Regions from separate parts of the Mus musculus genome. Here region 2 is linked to region 1. The links are chromatin contacts, called in public Hi-C maps. All regions are on one chromosome and are shown on one strand. Each heading gives the region's core, a stretch centred on a gene start, on an enhancer-like site or on the middle of the called end of the contact. The rest is flanking DNA. Distances are from core to core; before and after follow the strand shown.

The links. Hi-C and Micro-C count contacts between places; a contact is called where the count stands out from the background.
Region 2: a Hi-C map of the N1E-115 cell line shows a contact between it and region 1, with 3 times the contacts expected there. The contact joins the promoter of A4galt here to the enhancer-like site in region 1. A contact is called at or near these places in 4 of 39 promoter capture datasets (the 3T3-L1 cell line, 3T3-L1-derived adipocytes, macrophages and 1 more), 2 of 15 datasets of contacts at CTCF or cohesin (the NIH/3T3 cell line and pro-B cells), 29 of 484 Hi-C or Micro-C datasets (B cells, the Ba/F3 cell line, the C2C12 cell line and 17 more), 10 of 115 datasets of contacts at active chromatin or transcription factors (craniofacial prominence, embryonic fibroblasts, embryonic stem cells and 4 more) and 2 of 9 other capture datasets (adipose tissue and pancreatic islet).

The regions. Positions count from the first base shown.
Region 1 is chr15:83,214,549-83,217,248 of GRCm38.p6, reverse strand. No RefSeq gene overlaps it. Among named protein-coding and RNA genes, the nearest start is that of A4galt, 36 kb to the left of the region's middle. Within about 2 kb of position 1,413, at least 103 of the 459 cell types and tissues checked have an H3K27ac peak or open chromatin away from gene starts, as enhancers often do. A contact at or near this core is called in the C2C12 cell line, the CH12 cell line, the HL-1 cell line and 11 more, where this site is marked.
Region 2 is chr15:83,250,352-83,253,051 of GRCm38.p6, reverse strand. A4galt (alpha 1,4-galactosyltransferase) reads left to right here and starts at 1,323. Exons shown (of 3, transcript NM_001004150.4): 1 at 1,323-1,352.

The DNA of each region.
Region 1 (2,700 bases), core at 164-2,663:
GTATGTGTGGCATTGTGTGAGTGTGTATGAATATTTGAGTGTGTGTATATGTGTGTATGTATATGTGTGTCTGAGTGCATGTGTGTGTGAGGGGTGTGAATGTGTGAGAGTACGCGTGTTTATGTGTGTGTGAGTGTTGTGTGTGAGTATGTATATGAATATATATGTGTGTGTGTGGTGTGTATATATGTGTAGAGGTGGACACTACCTGTTTTCTTATGTCCCTAAATCATGCTCCACTTTCTTTTTTTCTCCCCTTTATTTTCACTTTATCTGTATGGGTGTTTTGCTAGCATGTATGTGTCACATGTATGCAGTGCCTTCAGAGGCTGGAAAAACATGTCAGATCCCCTGGACTAGAGTTGCAGGTGGTTACGAGCCTCCATGTGTGTACTCGAGACTGAACCAGGGTCTGCTGCGAGAGCAGTCAGGGCTATCTCTCCAGTCCCCTGAACCTGGAGCTCACTAATTAGCTAGGTTGGCTGGTCAGTGAGCCCCTGAGACCCGCCTGTGTGTATTTCCTCAGCACAGGGATGACAGAAGTGGTCCACTCCCAGCAGCCTTTGCCCCAATGGGTTCTTATAAATCTTTCTTTTCTTTTTAAAAGATTTTTTTATTTATGTATGTGAGTACACTGTAGCTGTACGGATGGTTGTGAGCCTTCATGTGGTTGTCTTTTTTAGGACCTCTGTTCTCTCTGGTCAACCCCGCTCATTCCGGCCCAAAGATTTATTAGTATACGTACATACACTATAGCTGACTTAAGACGCACCAGAAGAGGGTGTCAGATCTCCATGTGGTTGCTGGGATTTGAACTTAGGACCTCTGAAGAGCAGACAGTGCTCTTTACCCACTGAGCCATCCTGCCAGCCTGGGTTCTGAGTATCCAACTCAGATCTTCATTCTTGTATTCCACACGCTTCACTCCTGAGCCTTCTCCCTAGGTCTTTTCCTGGCTTTCTGCTTCTCCTCAGGTGGTCCAGTCTGACTAGGCACTGACGCCTATAGCATTGCTCATCCCAGAGAGGGCTACAACTGAGGCTGTGCTCCTGGAACCAACCAGCAGCATCCTGTCTTTTCGACAGTAAACCTCTGTGTCTCACAGGCCCAGCACTGGCCTGCTTCCTTTCTGCTGTGCTAGAGGCTCCGACCATCCCCTCCCCCATTTCTGTCTTGCTATACCCCAACCCTTTCCTTTATTAGCCTTCCCATTCTGTCCCCTACCCCCCAGGGAAATCCCCAGCTGTCCACCAGACTTCAGAGAAACCACATGAGCCTAAATATTTCTTCGCTGGGAAGTGCTATATCCTAGGCATGCTGGGAAATCAGGCTTAAAGGGAAAACTCAGAGTCAATTAAAAAAATGACTCATGTTTTGGTAAAAGGGGGTAAAAGGAATAATATTTCATAAGCTTTCTCCTGGATACTGTACAACAGCTATAAACTCTCTGGCCTCTCAGAGAGACTGCAAGAAACCCTGTCTCCAAGCAGAGGCTCATTTTTTCCATTTGGACTCTTTTTATTTTTTCCATTTCAGTTTTAAATGTAGTCTAACCCACAGATCCATCATGAAAGGTCAGGACTGGGGTTAAGGGAAAGCATATCTGAGGGAATGAGAGAAGATGGGTGAGCATACAGCCCAGCCCTGCTGCCCCCGGCAACCACAGGACTGGCAGGGACCAGAGATAGCCTGGGCTGGCTGCTGGACTCCCAGCCAGGCAGCATCTTCCGGAACATGAGAGTTTCAGGCATGAAACAGACAGATAGAGTTAATAGCAACTCAGACAACAAAGGCTTGGCTTTTCTGAGATGAGAGGCTAGAACATGGAGAGTGGGGGTTCAATTAGTGATGTCCCCTAAGTCATCTGAACTTTCCAGGCTTCTGAAATCTCTCTCTGCCTCTGGATGTCCAGCTTTTGTTTCATGATTCCCCAGTGGCTGTTCCAGCTACTGTCATTGCATCCACATTTACCCTGCAGAGCTCACCTGGAGATCGCCACTTCCTTGCCACTCCTGTGTTTTACTTCTTCTTCTTCTTCTTCTTCTTCTTCTTCTTCTTCTTCTTCTTCTTCTTCTTCTTCTTCTTCTTCTTCTTCTTCTTTTTGTTTTTTTTTGTTTTTTTTTGTTTGTTTGTTTGTTTGTTTGTTTTGTTTTTTTTCGAGACAGGGTTTCTCTGTATAGTCCTGGCTGTCCTGGAACTCACTTTGTAGACCAGGCTGGCCTCCAACTCAGAAATCCGCCTGCCTCTGCCTCCGGAGTTCTGGGATTAAAAGCGTGCGCCACCACACCCAGCTGTGTTTTACTTCTTATTTGTTTTTATGTTATAAGTACAAGTGCTTCCCTGCATGTGTGTGTGTGTACCATATGCTTGCCTGGTGCCCATGGATACCAGAAGGGGGAATCAGATCTCCTGCACCTTGAGTTACAGGTGATTATGAGTCACTATGTAGGTACTGGGAACTAAACCCCATTCTCTAGAAGAAAAGCAAGTACTCTTAACCACTAAGCCATCTCTCCAGCCCTGAATGAATAAATGAGTGAATGAGTGAGTTTGAGGCAAGGTATCACTATGTAGCCTGGAGCTCAGATTTAGACCAGGCTGGCCTCAAACTCAGAGAGATCTGCCTGCCTCTGTCACCTGAGTGCTCGGATTAAAGGTGTCTGCCACCAGGACTGGCCACATTTCTGCCATTATTGACTA
Region 2 (2,700 bases), core at 74-2,573, 36 kb before region 1:
CGTGAGATTCTCTGGAGCTGGAGTTACAGGCAATTGTAAACCTTCTGGTGTGGGCTTTAGGAATCCAACTCGGCTCCCCGTGAAGAGCAGCAATTGCTCTTAACTGCGGAAGGGTCTTCAACACAATACCATTCATTATCCAATACTCTGTAGCCTTGGCTTGGCCTAAAAAGCTCTATATAAATCAGGCTGGCCTCGAACTCTCAGAAACCTGCCTGCCTCCCAAATGCAGGGATTGAAAAGAAATGCACCACCACGGCTGGCAGGGCTCCTTGTTTGAGTTTTAAGATGAGCAAAGTCTGTTATCCCAGCATTTGGGAGGCGAAAGCCAGAGGGGTTGTCACAAGTTTGAGGCCACTGTGGTTTACAAGAAAGCCGTGGGCTAGAATGAGAAGCAGTCTGGCAAAGCCAAACCAAAAAAATCAAACCTGGGAGTGATGAGCACTAATGGGAATGGCCCGCGAAGAGGCAAGAGGGGCAGGAGCAGCAACGGCTAGCAGCTGGAGGCTGGGGATCTCCTGGAAAACGAGAAAGGGTGGGCATAGCCAAGAGCTAGGTAGTTGTCAGCAGTGGGGTGAAGGGGTGAGAATTTTCCACAGATTCGCTTTTACAAAGCCTGTTTACCCAGGCTGTTCTCAGGGTTGGGATAGGGTGTTTCCATTTTCTCAGCGGCCTGGACACAGGTTTGTATGGTGAGAGAGATGAAGCAGGGCAGGCAGCGAGGGCACGTTGGCATCTAGCCCGAGAGGAGAGCTGGCGGGGGAAATCGCCACTAGGGAACACCATGCCGTGGGCCCGGCCCTTCCTTGGGTCACAGCAGGCCAGAGCAGGGAGTGAGGAGTACTTGGAACAGACGCTGCTGGGCAGTGGCGTCAGGATGACTCAAGTCTCAGATGTCGCCCCTTCTCAACTGCACAACATTTATGTAATTAACCAAACCGCTTCGAGCCTGGCTTTTTATTTTTTTTTCCATCTGTTAAATGGAAAAAAATAGAGCCATGGGTAGGGGATTCATCCCTGTCTTGGAGGAGTGACTTGGGAGGCTGAGGCAGGAGGATTGCTAGCTCTGGGGCAGAAGGGCTGGAGAGAGAAACGGAAGGTTTAGAATAGGATTGTGACTAGTGAGGTGTGGGTGGCCGGGAGGCGGCTCACACCTGTTGGCTACTGGCTATTGATGACTCAGGTCGTGCCCACCCCCATTTCTAGACAGGACTAGCTGCAGGCGGAGAGGGACCCGTGGGGCAGAAACGCCAGACCCCGCCCAGGGCTGGAGGGGCGGCGCTCCTGTCCGCTGGGCTCAAGCCACCGCCCTCCAGGGCCGCAGTAGCCGCCCGCCGACGCGGGAGCCGGAGGTACCTGGATCTCAGGGACAGGGCAGCGGGCAGGGGGATCTCGTTGGGATCCGGGGCGCCCCTGTTCTAGGCTGGAAAGGGAGGTGAGCTGCAAGACATCAGGGACCCGGGTCCCCGCCTGGCCACCTGTTCTACAGGCGACAATGGTGCGGGCACCAGTTCCGCGCCGTGGTCCCTCAGCTGCCGCCCGCACCGGTCTGCGCCCCGAAGTTGAGCGCGGCGCGGCGCGAGCTAGTCTGGGGCCGGCTAGGATCCCGCAATTCCTTCCCGCAGCCCAGGAGGCCCTCGGAGGGCGAGGTTCACGGGGGAGGGGGACGACTGGGAATCCGAAGTCCAGATCCCAAAGCGCTGCTCGGCGACGTTGGGCGTGCTCTGGGAGGTCGCGGCGGGGCGCATCCCGGAGAGGAATGGAATGCCGCGCGCTGCAGGGAGGGCTTCGGGTTGGGAGTTGGCTCTGGGCTTTCTGGATGCTCCGGCTTCGGACCTGCACCGGGAAGGGTCTTCAGGTGCAGGGGGTAGCCTGGGAAAAGCGGGGGAGCAAGGGAAGCCAGCATGGAGTCGCGAGACCCAGGGCTCGGTCCCGGATCAGCACGCTCGCGCTTCTCCCCTTCTTCCGATGAGAACAGTTGAGGTATGGGACTGGAAGCCGAATAGGGTTGGAAGAGGCTGCGCCTGGGAGATTTACCCTATCCACTCCTTTTCACTGTTAGGGCGAGCCCCCTTGCCTCAATGTCTTCGTATGTCATCTGGGGCTAGAAGTTCTTTTCATCTCCTTGGCAGAGTCCACTGAGTCTCTAGCCCGCTGGAGATTAAAAGTATCCTTTCCATCTCTACTCTGTCACATCCATAGCAATCCAGCTGCTGCAACCCCAGCCGGTTCCGAAGTGACACCCTCCGGCTCCCCGTCACCCCACTCCACCCCCTCTTTGACCTTTCTCCTCCCTAAGAATGGGGACTCCAATAAAGCAGAGCTGCCCTCCACTCGCACTCCCCTAGTCTCTGGCATTCAGCAGCAGAAATCTTTCCCATAAAGGAAAGTCCTCAAACGAAAGACCAAAAAATTCACAGGAACTCAGCCTCCCGGTTTTATTTGTTTGTTTGTTTTGTTTTGAAAACGCTTCTTCAATGCCTCAAGGGCTGGTCCCTGCCTGGACAGCTCAAGGGTCGCTGCGACCTATTAAACAATTCTGTAGAGTTTGCTTTGTTTCTTTGAAACAATTAAGGCTCTGCAGCTGTCTATATTGACAAGGATTAGTCCCAGAGAAAGGTTGTTCACTCATGGGAGAAGTGATGAATATCCCAGGGTGTGGGCAGGGTTGCTTGAATCTCTAGAGGCGACTGTGACCCA